2 separate regions of the Mus musculus genome follow, and region 2 is linked to region 1. The links are chromatin contacts, called in public HiCAR-type maps. All regions are on one chromosome and are shown on one strand. The core of a region is the stretch at or near the end of the contact, and the rest is flanking DNA. Distances in the headings are between cores, read along the strand shown. Region 1 overlaps Pigl (phosphatidylinositol glycan anchor biosynthesis, class L). Region 2 overlaps Mmgt2 (membrane magnesium transporter 2).

The links. HiCAR-type assays count read pairs that join an accessible place to other places.
Region 2: a contact with region 1 is called in a HiCAR-type map of embryonic stem cells, with 3 times the contacts expected there. The contact joins two enhancer-like sites. A contact is called at or near these places in 7 of 39 promoter capture datasets (the HPC-7 cell line, cranial neural crest, embryonic stem cells and 4 more), 4 of 484 Hi-C or Micro-C datasets (the G1E-ER4 cell line, embryonic stem cells and liver), 3 of 115 datasets of contacts at active chromatin or transcription factors (all in embryonic stem cells) and 2 of 9 other capture datasets (adipose tissue and pancreatic islet).

The regions. Positions count from the first base shown.
Region 1 is chr11:62,508,457-62,515,303 of GRCm38.p6, forward strand. Pigl (phosphatidylinositol glycan anchor biosynthesis, class L) reads left to right here. Exons shown (of 7, transcript NM_001039536.4): 5 at 1,364-1,395; 6 at 3,682-3,815; 7 at 4,448-6,847. The coding sequence ends at 4,546. Among named protein-coding and RNA genes, the nearest start is that of Cenpv, 27 kb to the right of the region's middle. Within about 2 kb of position 3,350, at least 40 of the 459 cell types and tissues checked have an H3K27ac peak or open chromatin away from gene starts, as enhancers often do. A contact at or near this core is called in embryonic stem cells, where this site is marked.
Region 2 is chr11:62,656,365-62,663,475 of GRCm38.p6, forward strand. The region is part of intron 1 of Mmgt2 (membrane magnesium transporter 2); the gene reads left to right. Among named protein-coding and RNA genes, the nearest start is that of Mmgt2, 11 kb to the left of the region's middle. Within about 2 kb of position 5,042, at least 9 of the 459 cell types and tissues checked have an H3K27ac peak or open chromatin away from gene starts, as enhancers often do. A contact at or near this core is called in embryonic stem cells, where this site is marked.

The DNA of each region.
Region 1 (6,847 bases), core at 2,100-4,599:
TAACCACTGAGCCATCTCGCCAGCCCCTAGAGCCTTGTTAATTTGCACTCAGGTATGTACTACAAACAATCCAGGAGCACCTCAGCAGACAGTGGGTAGGGTCCTTGAGTAGGACTTAGCTAGTTCCATCTCTGCTTGTGAAAGACCCACAACGTGAGGACTCCCTCACGTTCTGACTCAGGAGAGGCGACACCCCAAAATCACCAACGAGAAACGGTCTTGCTGCAACCTGCAAGAGGATTTTTATTCAAGAGCGCTCTCGGGCCCACGGTCATACACCACGCAGGGGTAGAGGACCGTGGCGCCCCGAGTAGCTGAGTAAGGGGGTATTTAAAGGAAGAAACCACAACTCAAGGAGGTGGGGAGGGCGTTGTTGGAAAATACCAAAAATACCAGTTAAGAGTCACAAGGAAGTACAAAGTCACAAGTGTCACAAGGAATGGTAACTGTTAACTCTCAAGACAGTTTCTAAGAGCCCCTAACAGTAGCACCTTTGCATAGCGGGTTCCCGCAATGGTCAGGGTGGGTCAGGGTGACTTTCTTTGAATGAATACTCTTTGAACGCAGGAAGTAGGTGGGTGGAGGAATGTCGCTATCTGTTTTATGATTAGCATACCTTGGAGCACTGAGTTTACTATTCTTTCACTTGTACTTGTGGCTTTTTGTCAGTTTGACACAAGCTGGAGTCATTTGGGAAGAGGGAATGTCAATCAAGAAAAAGCCTCCATCAAAATGACCTGTAGGCAAGTCTGTGGGTCATTTTCTTGTTTGATGATTGATGTGGAAGGGCCCTGCCAACTGTGGGTGATGTCCTCTGGACAGGTGGACGTCAGTGTATAAGAGAGCAGGCTGAGCAAGCCAAAAGTAGCAAGCCAGTGAGCGGCCTCTGCTTCAGTTCCTACCTCGAAGTTCCAGTGTAAGTTCCTGCCCTAACTTCCCTCCTGATGGACTGTGATCTGGGAGTTTTAAGATGATATAAACCCTCTCCTCCTCCCAAAGTTGTTTTTGGTCTTGGTCTTTATCATGGCAACAGAAAGCTAACTAGGACACTAATAGATTTTTAGAGAAAAACAAAAAACATCGAGGGTAGTTATCTCATCTCTAATGGGCAAAACTTGAGGCCAGATTATTCCATAATCCACAGACCAACTTCTGGATTAAGCTGTGTGGGAATGAAATGCCATAATCAGAAGTGTGGAGTCCTGTAGATTTAGATGTTGACTTATGCAATAGAAACTTCCGGGAGTCTCGTGTGCTTGGCTGGGCCATGGGCCTGCAGGCCTTGCTCTGAAGGTCCCTCCTGTTTACACAGCAGAGTGGGTGTCTCGTGCTCCCTCTAATGTTCCTCCTCTCCATCCTCCAGGGCCCTGCACTCAGGAGGGAAGCTGCCTAAAGGTAAAGAAGGCTTTTGTTGTTTGGGTTTCTGGTTTTTTGCAAATAGACAACAGTCACTACTCTTGTAAGGAACTTACCAAGGAAATTTGCAAATATTGTCAGCCCTCCATATCTATTAATTTCTATGTTATCTATGGACTTAACACCATGGGAGCAGAATTATTCAAGGGGATGCTGGAGACCAGGCTCCCCAGTTAAAAGCACGCTCTTGCAAAGGACCTGGGCTCAGTTCCCAGGACCCATATCAGGCAGACTACAACACCTTATAATACCAGTCCCAGGGCATTCAGACATCCAGTGCACGAATGTGGTGCACATAAACTCATGCAGGCACACGCACACGCAAAAACATATTTAAATATGCAAGAAGAAAAAAATGGCACCTATACTGAGCATGCAGATTCTTCTCTTCTTATTAGTCCTAGACAATGGAATACAGCAACTATTTCCACAGCATTTCCTCACATTAGAGAGTATAAGTAACCCGGAGATGAATTCATGTATACAAGAGGATGCGGATAGGTTCTGTGTAAACACTGCATCATTTTATGTCAACTTGGTCATCAGTAATTGAAGTATTTGTGGCAGTCCTAGAACAGTACCGCTGGGGACTGAAGGACACATATTCAGGGTGGCCCTAGACTGTGCAGTGTTGTAAGGTGTGCATGGCAGGTTCTGGGCTGGCCTCCCTCACAGGGGTGACATGAGATCAGAAAGTGAACCGCGGGAGCTGAGTGCTGTCTCCACAGACTGAGTGAGGCCTTAGGAGCACCACTGGCCACCATTGTCCACCACGTGAGACAGGCAGGCCTACACTGCCCACACCACTTTATCAACTAGGAAGCTAAACTCCAGAGCAGTTAAGAGACTTTCCATGCCAAAACATTTTCAGAGATGGGGTGCCAAGGACCAGCCTTGGCTTGGAGAGGGGTTCTGAGAGAAGGCCTGACTGGGACCTGGGGAAACAAACGACTCAGGTCAAAGCATGGGTCTGAGCTGGTGGCCTATGTTCTGCTCAAGACAGCTTTTCAGTCTGCTTTCTCTGTTTTTCCTTCTCTGGAGATCTTTAGCCAGTTACCTCTGTGTTCTGCTTGTGCCTATTCTCCAAGCAGTTCTCTGACCTAAAAACTTCTCTGCATAGCTCATTCCCACTGATCTTTTATTTTACATACCAATCTAGTCCTTTACTCTACTCCTGGCTTCCTTTGGATTATCCTATCAAACTGCATCCGGTGATCCCAGCCCTTTGTTATGGGAGAGCAAGCGCATTTTTTTTAAAGTTGCAAAAGAATTCGGAGATCCGCCTGCCTCTGTTACACAAGGCAACAAACTAGTTGGGTGGGACCCCACCCAGAAATTACCTTTTCAACCACTGCAGAGCCTGGACCTAAATTCCTTATCCCACGCTGACCTTGAACTCAGGAATCTATGTAAGCACAACAACAACAAAACTTAGCCTGCTCTAAATCTCTTTATCTTCCTCCTAAGTATCTGACAAGTTGGCTCACAGTGCAGCTGCCTCAGTCCCTTTAGATCTATGAAGCTCCTTACACAATTTATATTACATAGTCATATTTTACATAGTTGAGAAATTTTATATTTTCAAACTCATGGTTTTAGAGTTCTTTTCATAACCTTAAGGGCTGTCTTGTAGGTCCCAGCATTTACCATTTTGCTGAGACACTAGCCACACCTATGCCTCCAGGACTAGTGCAGTCTCGGAATCCCGTGGAGTCATTATCATTTACTGCTAGGCCGGAACAGAGGAATGCAAACATATGTACATTATTATGCAAACAAGCCTTTTGCCCACAGCAGCCCATGAGGCTTTGGAAGGCCAGTTGGTCCTGATCCAGAGGCGGGAACCAATTCACTCCCCCACCACCAAGGCCATGCCAGACCCGGCAATGGGGTCTAACTCTGAAGCCTAGGCTGGCTTCCAAGTGCTGTGATTACAGGTGAGAGCCAGCTCACCCAGCACCTGGTGTCAGAGCACAGCTGGAATGAGTCTTTAGTTTCCCAATTTAGAAGTTCCTGTTTATCACCTTTCCTCAGCCCTCTAGCAGCCCAAGTGGAAGCTCTTGCACGGACACTCACAGCTGTGGAGCACTTCTGCCACCTGGCAGTCCTCCCCTGTGAGAGAATGCTGGTGAGAGCCACAAAGCACCTGGCAGCTGAAGAGCATCTGCCTTGCCTGCCTTGAGCCACTAGGAGAGGGAGGGTGCTCAGGGGAGCACCTGGCTGAGAGCAGCACAGTGATCCCATCCGCCATCCCTCCTTGCCCAGGGTGCTCCGTGCTCACGCTCCAGTCTGTGAACGCGCTTCGGAAGTACGCCTTCCTCCTGGATCTGCCCTGGACTCTGCTGTCACCCCAGGATGTTCTCTTTGTGCTCACCAGCAAAGAAGTGGCACAGGCCAAGGTAAGATATGAATCTCCTGATACTGTACTGTGACCCCAGCCTCATGTCCCTTGGCTCTTCAAAGCCCTGCTACCTGCGACAGTGCGCCACATGCTAGATTATTCCACCTGGCTGACTAGCTTTTCAACGACTTGGGCTTTTTTTTTTTTTTCCTGATTATAAAATGTATAAACCGGGCGTGGTGGCGCATGCCTTTAATCCCAGCACTTGGGAGGCAGAGACAGGTGGATTTCTGAGTTCGAGGCCAACCTAGTCTACAAAGTGAGTGCCAGGACAGCCAGGGCTACACAGAGAAACCCTGTCTCAAAAAACCAAAAAAAAAAAAAAAAATACATACACCATCATCAGTGAAATGAAAACAAGCGGCTGGAGAGCTGGCTCAGTGGTTAGGAGCACTCGATGCTCCCATAGAAGATCTGGTTTCAGTTCCTGTGCCACAGCCATCTGTAACTCCAGTTCCAGGGGGTCTGTCACCCTCTTTTGGCCTCCTTGGTTACTACATACCCATGCACTCAAGCACTGACATACATATACATCTAAGAAAGCGTAGAGCTCCCAGTGGGGCAGTGAGAGGGAGGGTCTGCAAATAACAGGCCCAGAGTGAGTGCCAGCATGTTCTCTGATTCTTCCAGAAAGCCATGTCCTGCCACCGCAGCCAGCTCCTCTGGTTCCGATACCTCTACGTCCTCTTCTCCAGATACATGAGAATCAACTCACTGCGGTTCCTCTGAAGCCTTGGAGAGTGGTCAGACCCTCAGAACAAGAGGGAGAAGCAGAGCAAGAAGTCGTCTGGCCAGGCTTTGGGCTGATTTACCTGCCTGACCCAGGGAAACCCCAGCAAAGCAGCGTCTGCCAAACAGGGACCACATGAAGGATGGGTCACCCCAACCCAGCTTCCTCTTCTGAGGAAAACCTGCCAAAACCAAGCCTACACCAACACAATAGTAGCCACCCCACTAATTTACCAATAGTTTGCATGATAACAGAGTTTGCACCAGACATCCAGCAAAGCCTAGGGAAGTTGTCTTTACCACAAATGTGTGTAAATGTGCCATAGAACTAGTTCACAGGTGTGATGTTTACATGGTTTCCAGACCAGGCTGTTTTGGTCAGTCTTCTGTTCCTGTAGCTGAAACACCGCTCACAGGGCATCTGCAGAGCTGCGGTTTTCTTGGATCACAGTTCTGAAGCCTGTGAAGTCCAAGAGCATAGCAGCCTCTACATGACCGCGGTGAGGGGCATCCCGCTGCATCTCAAAGGCAAAGGCAGTCAGTCAGAAAGAGCCCATGAGCCAAAGAGTTCCTTTAGAACAAAGCCACGCCTACAACAAATAACCCTGTCACTTCCAAAAGGCCTCACCCTAAACACTGGGGCTCTGAAGACACATGAATTCCAGGGGACACAGCCAAACCCTAGCACAGGTTCATCCAGACACCCCTCTCCCCTCCCCCCACAGTCTTCAGGTGCTTCAAACTATTCCTTGGGTTTTTATTTGTGTCCCCTTATGAGAACTTTACAGTCTAGAGAAGCTGTACCTTATCATCATGGTGGTTCTGCTGTGTGTGGAGATGATCCTGTGGGTCCCCCCTTTAAGGAGCCAATAAACACCTTGGTTCTCTGCCTTTTCACAGTAGGAGCTGGGCCCACACCTTTATATATATACTTTTTTTTTTTTTTTAAGATTTATTTGTTATATGTAAGTACACTGTAGCTATCTTCAGACACTCCAGAAGAGGGCATCAGATCTCATTACAGATGGTTGTGAGCCACCATGTGGTTGCTGGGATTTGAACTCAGGACCTTCTGAAGAGCAGTCGGCGCTCTTAACCACTGAGCCATCTCGCCAGCCCATATATACTTTTTTTAAAAAGAAAAAGAAAGAAATGGAAAGAAAATACAAACATTATTCTGATAGTGAAATATTGAACCAGTACAAAATAAATAAAATATGGGAAGCTGGGTGTAGTAGTATATGCCTTTAATCCCAGCATTCAGAAGACAGAGACTTGTGGATATCTCTAAGTTTGTGGCCAGCCTGGTCAACATAGTGAGTTCCAGGACATCCAGAGCTACATAATGAGTTTCTTTAAAAAGTAAAAAAATAACCTCAAATAGTTATTCTAATAGGATGGATAGTGATAAAACCACGTTTACATAAAGCAGTATACCCACATGTAAAAATCTACATGATAATGAACAAATAGTGTTCTTAGCCTGCTTTGTTTGGGGGAAGAAGTGTATTTCCATAGCCACAGGTGTAAGCAAGCAGAGCTTTGCCCATGCCTGTGGAGCCTGTCTCTGAAGAGTCCTTTTGTACTGTGTTCCTGCACTGAGCCCTCTGCAAGGCCGATTCGCTGATTAGCAACGACACAGAAGTTGAAAGGCTGCATGTCCAGAACCAAGTTATATTGGGGTGTCCTTAGACACCTTGCAAACTGTCTGCTCCCCACTTCTGTATCTGACCTAGCATCTTTGTGACCGTTGGGTAAACACTTGGGAATATAGAAGCAGCTGCCTAGTTCCCACCAACCAAAGGCTAGGGATTCTTTCAGATAGCATCTGAGGCGTCCAGCTGAGATGCCTTCCTTCCCTGTGATCCACCTACCTGATGTTCCCACTGTGTGTGTGAGAAGTGCCCATGTGTGACTGTGTGTGTGAGAAGTGCCCATGTGTGACTGTGTGTGTGAGAAGTGCCCATGTGTGACTGTGTGTGTGAGAAGTGCCCATGTGTGACTGTGTGTGTGAGAAGTGCCCATGTGTGACTGTGTGTGTGAGAAGTGCCCATGTGTGACTGTGTGTGTGAGAAGTGCCCATGTGTGACTGTGTGTGTGAGAAGTGCCCATGTGTGACTGTGTGTGTGAGAAGTGCCCATGTGTGACTGTGTGTGTGAGAAGTGCCCATGTGTGACTGTGTGTGTGAGAAGTGCCCATGTGTGACTGTGTGTGTGAGAAGTGCCCATGTGTGACTGTGTGTGTGAGAAGTGCCCATGTGTGACTGTGTGTGTGAGAAGTGCCCATGTGTGACTGTGTGTG
Region 2 (7,111 bases), core at 3,792-6,291, 150 kb after region 1:
CCCACGCCTTTAATCCCAGCACTCGGGAGGCAGAGGCAGGCAGATTTCTGAGTTTGAGGCCAGCCTGATTTACAGAGTGATTTCCAGGACATCCAGGGCTAGACAGAGAAACCCTGTCTCCAAAAACTCGAAAAACAAACAAAAAAAAGAGGAAGAAGAAGAAGAAAGAAGGAAAGGAAGGAAGGAAGGAAGGACGGAAAGAAAGAAAGAAAGAAAGAAAGAAAGAAACAAAGAAAGAAAGAAAGAAAGAAAGGAAGAAAGAAAGGAAGGAAAGGAAGGAAGGAAGAAAGAAAATTTCTCAGAGATATGCCCAGAAGTTTGTCCGCTAAATGAGTTTAGATCCTGGCAAGTTGACATTTAATATTAACCGTATGCCAGGCACAGATATAAACCCCTGTTGGTTAGCCTGAGGTTTGGGCAATATAATCCAGCCACTTGTGTGACATCTTAAGTATCCAGTGCCTCTCTTAATCAGGAGTCTAGAAGCCTGAGACCACCACAGACCTCTGCTAGTTGGTGTACAGTCAGCCAGTCAGAGATGCTAGTGAGAGAAAGGCCTTCCAGGGAGGGCAGGCCAGGGAAGGACAGGAGAGCTAGCCGCTAAGTCTCCAGCATCAGAAGCACACATCCTGATCTGCCTACCTAGTGCTGCCAAGAGCCGTGAACAGTGATTTCATGCTTTCCTTTCTGCTCTCTAATTGGGTTTGCATTGTTCCGTGCGTGGCCTGCCTTAATCTCGTTACCTAGTTTGTTGTATCATGGGAGTTCACCAACTCATCATTCAACACAAAACCAAGCTGCAGCAGATCTGGCATGGTACGATTTGGACCTGGGGTGCCTGGTAGAGGTTTGGTCGCAGACATAGCTCTCTTAGGGTTTGGTGGAACCTGTAAGAGGAGAGGCCTGCGGGGAAGTATTAGGTCATCATCGGCGTGTCCCGTGTCCTGTCATAGACTCAAAAGCAGTAGAGGGGCTGGAGCCTCAACCTCCGATCTCTGAGGCCCCCAAGCCTTTCACCTTTGTAGGTTGATTATCAGGCATTTTGTTATAGTAATGGAAAGACCCAGAAAAAGACATGGCATTGTAGGCTTCTCCTCCATTCCAAGATCCTGCCTGCCTCCTACTTCTTACGTAGCCCATGTCCTGAATCTGGTGCTCATCAGTCTTTGCTTTCCCTCTTAAATTATGTTGAATGTACTTACATGGAAAACTTCCAGCATTCACAGCTTGAAACTAGTCTGCTCTTACTTTATCCAACCTTCACCTCCTTTTGCATTTCTACTGCTTTGGTTGTTGGTTTATGGTGCTAGGGCAAGCCTGGGGCCCAGTGCATTCTGGGTAGGTGCTCTGTCACAGCTATATATACCCCCAGGGTCCTGTCTACACTTTTATTTTGAGATAGGGTTTTGGTAAATTACTCAGACTGGCCTTGAACCAGTGGGATTGGGGCCCTGTGCCTCCAGGCCTCGTGGTGTCTACATCCCTTTAGGCCTTGTGTCCTGTGTATGTCTCTACAGGGTTATCTATTCTTGCTTTGGGTTATTTTTAGCTTTATAAAAATTCATCTTGCTGTATGAATTTTTTGTGTGTGTGTGTGGAGCAACTTTTTTTTCATGTGCTAAATGTGTCAGTAGAACTCTGTATTGTGGATGTCAGTGTACATCCTTCACTTTGTGTAATGGCCCTTTGCAGGCTTATTATACCTTGTGGCTTATTGCTCGACTAGGCCACTGATGGCCACTCAATATGTTTGTAGGTTCTTGCTATTATGAAGAGCAATGCTCTAAATATTCTTCTTCCTCCTCTTCCTCTTCCTCTTCTTCCTCCTTTTTCTTCTTTTTTCCTTCTCTTCCTCTTTATTTTTAAAGAAAAGATTTACTTTTAGCCGGGCGTGGTGGCACACACCTTTAATCCCAGCACTTGGGAGGCAGAGGCAGGAGGATTTCTGAGTTCAAGGCCAGCCTGGCCTATAGAGTGAGTTCCAGGACAGCCAGGGCTATACAGAGAAATCCTGTGCGAAAACCAAAAAGAAAAAAAAAAAAAGATTTACTTTTAATTTTTAAATTATATGTGGGTATGTGTGCCTGCAAATGGGTGTGTGCACATGAGTACAGGTGCCTCAGAGACCAGTGGAATAGGTTCCCCTAAAACTAGAGTTACGGACTGTTTTGAGCACACAGGTGGGTGCTGGGAGTCAAACCTGGGTCCTCTAGAAGAGCAGTCAATGCTTTTAACTGCTGAACCATCCCTCTAGCCTCTCTACACTCATTTACAGAGAGAGAGAGAGAGAGAGAGAGAGAGAGAGAGAGAGAGAATGAATAAATTTGGGGGACCTGGAGTGGATCACTGTAGACTGCATTGCATCCTCTCAGCAGTTACCGGCTTCAGCCTTAGACTCGGTGCGATGCTATTTAGAGACTGGCTGGCCTTTGGAATGTAATTAGTGTTTAGATGAAGTCTAGAGGGTTGAGCTCTTGAGACCGAAGAGCTTGCTGTGTCCCCTAATGTCCCTAAGGAAAGGCCATTTCGAACACAGGAAGGAGGAAGCTGGGAAGAGCATCCTTACTAGAATTTCACGTGGTACCCTTTAGTTTCATCCTTCAGAACTGTGGGGGGGGGGGTCAATCCAGTTCCTTGAGCACCCACCCTGTGGGCTTGTTATGGGGGCATGCGCTGACTAAGACAGCCACCCAGTGTACCTCTTGATATACCTGCTTATTTCCTTTTCTGTTAAGTATCTGTATCTCTGTATTTCTGTTGAGTTTTTGCATTCATTTTTGGTCACAGCACTTGGGAGGCAGAGGCAGATGAATCACTGAGTTTGAGACCAGCCTGGTTTATGTAGTGAGTTCCAGGTCAGCCAGGAGTACATAGTGAGATGCTGTTTCCAAACAACAGCACAAAAACAGAACAAATAGCAACAGCAACAACAAAAACCCTCATAACTTATTCAGAACAGCCAGAAGGTGGAGCTAACCTAGGCCTGCTGACAAACAGCTACATAAAAATGTCATGTAGTCATTCAGGGAGTTACATTTGGCCATAAAAAGAGAGGGAATTCTAATTCGTAGTATGGTATGGGTGAACTGTGTAAAATAAACCATCACAAAATAACAAATATTGCTCGACTTCACAAACGGGCATGCCTAGGGCAGTCACACTCAAAGAGTCGCACAGAAAGAGAGGGGTGTGGATTGTGTAGTACAGAATGTTGGTTTTGCAAAGATGAAAAGAGCCTCAGAGACTGATGGGTAGAGGATGCAGAGCACTGTGAAACAACCGTGCAAATGCTTAAAGATGGCAGCATTCGTAGATCCTGTGTCCTGGTGTGCTTCATCCCCACAAAAAGAAAAAAAAAACAGTCACACGACAACAGCTTCATGTGAAATAAACTTTTTAAAAATCCTTTTTTAGAAAAAGATGTATTTATTATTTTTATTTATTTATTTATATGCGTACACTGTAGCTGTCTTCAGACACACCAGAAGAGGGCATCATCGGATCCCATTACAGATGGTTGTGAGCCACCATGTGTTTGCTGGGAATTGAACTGAGGACCTCTGGAAGAGCAGCCAATGCTCTTAACCACTGAGCCATCTCTCCAGCCCTTTCAGATCTTTTTTGTACACTGAGCATTGAATGAGCCGTCTTATGTCGGGCATGAGGCTTTTCAATGAGAGTGGGATTTGTGGACTGGAAGAGACTATAGCAGTATATGCAGGCAGGTTATATAAAATGTTCAGAGCGACACAGTTCTACTGGTGGTATGGGATGAATAGCCAGTTCTCCTTCTCCCTAGGTGGCCTGGGAACGTCAGTGTAAAGCTGATATATAACCGGAAGCCTGAAACATAACAATATTCTCACTACATTTTGCTGGCTGAGGAGGGACAGGTTTCATCAGTGTCTGGTTCAAGCACTTCCTGGTATACTCCATCTCCACACTTGATTCTTTGGTGATTGAGGAGGCCCCAGCCAGCCAGCAGAGAGCACGGGGCCTGGAAAGGTATTTGGACAGTGTCCTGGACTTTCACTGAATGATAGACACCACCAGTTATTCTATTTTGTTAAACTAACTAGCAAGTGAAAGAAAGGAATCAAGGTTGGTGTTCTCGGGCCTGTTTGTAGAGAGTTACACACATGGGGTTGTGAAAAATCAGCTGTGGGGCTGGAGAGAAGGCTCAACAGTTTAGAGCTTGGTTCTCTTGCAGAGCTCCCCGTTTGGTTCCCAGCACCCATCTGTAACTCCAGTGCCTGGGGAACTAGATGCCCTCCTCTGCAGGCACTATACATGATACACATACAGATACATAATTAAAAACAAAAATCTTTTTAAACTTGCTTATTCGGGTCCAGATTGCGCTGCTCAGCTGGAATACTTAGACTTTACATGAGAATCCTCATCGCTCGGAAACTCCAGCAGCTATGTTCTTTCTTCCCAGTTGTGTTTCAAATGAATCCTTATTGATTGATCACACATCGCAATCAAGTTATTTTCCAATAACCACCTTTACTGAGTTTCTAGAGCCTTGTATGTTCTTATGAATATAGAATCTAATACTTCAATCTGTAGCAGTCTGCAAATCTAGAGTTCATGGGGACGACAAGCTAAGCCCAGACACTCAGCTCAGAGCTTTCCGTGGAGTGCAAAGGAATCCCCCATCCACAACAGCCAGGAAAGCTGTTTAGCAAAGTAACACCCTGCTGGCAGGTGTTTAGGAGATAAAGCAAACTATTGGCATCCCAAGGCTTGCCTGGCTGTTACTACTTCCTGTTTTTAACAGACACAAAGGAATCATTACAGTCCATTTCCTGGAAATAACATCCTTCCTAAGAGCCTGTTTCATCACCCTCGGAAAGAACAAGAATTGCTTAGATGTTCAAAAATATTGTCTTACATTACGCAAATAATAATAATAAAAATCTTGTTTCTGCATAGAAATTTCAGGGGACATGTAACAGCCCAGAAAGACTATTCTTTACAGACAAGCCAGCGTGGTAAAACAAAACAAAATAAGCAACAAAAGAGTCTTAGTTCCAGTCACAAAGGAAGAGAACAATTAGAAGCCTTAGCGAGGAGTAGTACACATCACTTCAGGTCACTTCTGTAATTGTCACATGGTCCCACTAAATTGCAAAGGACGCTAGAGTGTTTCTTTTCGAGTTGTCCTGGCTTTGCCAAGCAGTGAGTGCGGCATCTCTGGAGATTATTCTCCTAGTCTGGTAACAGCTCAGCTGAGAACTTGAGGACACGTCATGCGGTTCTCTCTGGGTCTTCAAGCCAGCGCCTCTGCTACTCTGTCAGTAATTTTGTGAGCAAAACGGAACAGCAATCCTCGGAGCTTTGCAAGTGATAAAGAGGTTGAAGGTGCTATTTCATTACATTCAATATCCAGCTGACAGGCTGTTTCTTTCTTTTTTTTTTTTTAAAGATTTATTATTATATCTAAGTACACTGTAGCTGTCTTCAGACACACCAAAAGAGGGTGTCAGATCTTATTAAGGATGGTTGTGAGCCACCATGTGGTTGCTGGGATTTGAACTCATAACCTTTGGAAGAGCAGTCAGTGCTTTTACCCGCTGAGCCATCTCTCCAGCCCCTGACTGTTTCTTTCTTATGTAGAACAATTGTTCTTACTTGAGGGTGACTTTTGTGCCCAAGGTTTCTGTATTAAGGTTCTCTAGAGTTACAGAACTTATTGAATGAATCTATCTATCTATCTATCTATCTATCTATCTATCTATCTATCTATCTATCTATCTGGAATTAATTGGAACAACTTAAAGGCTGCAGACCAACTAACCCAACAATGGCCAGCTGTGAGTGGGAAGTCCAAGAATGTAGTAGTAGTTCGGTCCTACAAGGCTTGGTGTTTCAGCTGGTCTTCTGTCTAAGCTGGAACCCTGAAGAATTAGGCTCCAATAGACGTGCTGGCAATAAGTGCAAGCAGGTGAAGAAGGAACGCTCCCATCTTCTGTTGTCCTCCAGATCTGGATTAAAGATGTGTGTCCATCCAGATTAAGATCTTGTGTTGTCTTCCTGCTTCAAGATCCAGATCAAAAGTGTGCCCTCTGTGGATTGTAGTTCATTCCAGATATAGTCAGGTTGACAACCAAGAATAGCCAACATGGTTTGCACACTATTTTCAAACTAAACAGCAAGTGATAAAAAGTCATAAACCTGGAGTTTTCAGGCCTGTTTGTCAGAACAATTCACATGAGGTTGTAAAACTCCAGCTGTGGGACTGGAGAGATGGTTCAGTTGTTAGAGCCCCAGGTGTGGTCGCCAAGATCCCTGGTCTAATTCTGGAATCCACATATGGCTCACAACCTTCTGTAACTCTGGCTACATTTTCCAGTGCTAAGAGATAATAAAACAGTTTGTTACATTTATTTATTTATGTGTGTTATTATTGTAAGCCAGGCTGGCCATGAACTCAACAGAAATTCACCTGCCTCTGCCTCCCAAGTGCTGGGATTAAAGGTGTGCGCCACCATGCCCAGCTGGAGAGACATTTTTTACTGTCAGGACTGGGGCTGGGGAACTACTGGCATCAGATGGGTAGGAGCCAGAGGTGGTGTTAAGCACCCTACTGTGCACTGCACAGTCTTCTCTCTAAAGAGGAATTAAGTAGTCTAGCATGTCAGTGGTGTCACAACGTAAAGACCCTTGATAGGGGAGCTGGAGAGTTGGCTACACAGTCAAGAGCATGTGTTCCTCTTTCAAAGGACCCAGGTTCAGTTCCCAGTACCCACATAGTGGCTGAAGGCCAACCGCCACTCTAGTTCCAGGATATCTGACACCATCTTCTGCCTCCTTTGGGTGCCAGGCATGCTAGAGGTTCACATACGTACATATAGGCAAAACAAAGGAATAAATAAAAAGTCTGACACAGAACTAGAATATGAGCACCCAAATGCCTGCCACCCAGTTCTCTCAGAAAGTCAACCTGGCTGTCCACCCCATTAATCTGCTGTTCTAAGCATTGGGAATTATAGTTCCTGACCAGTGTGTACCCTGGCCTCCTTTGCAGCATGACTCTGTGGCTGGTTCTCACCAGTGGTACATAATCAAGAATGAAGTGTGCCACGCCCCCCCACCCCGCCCCCCC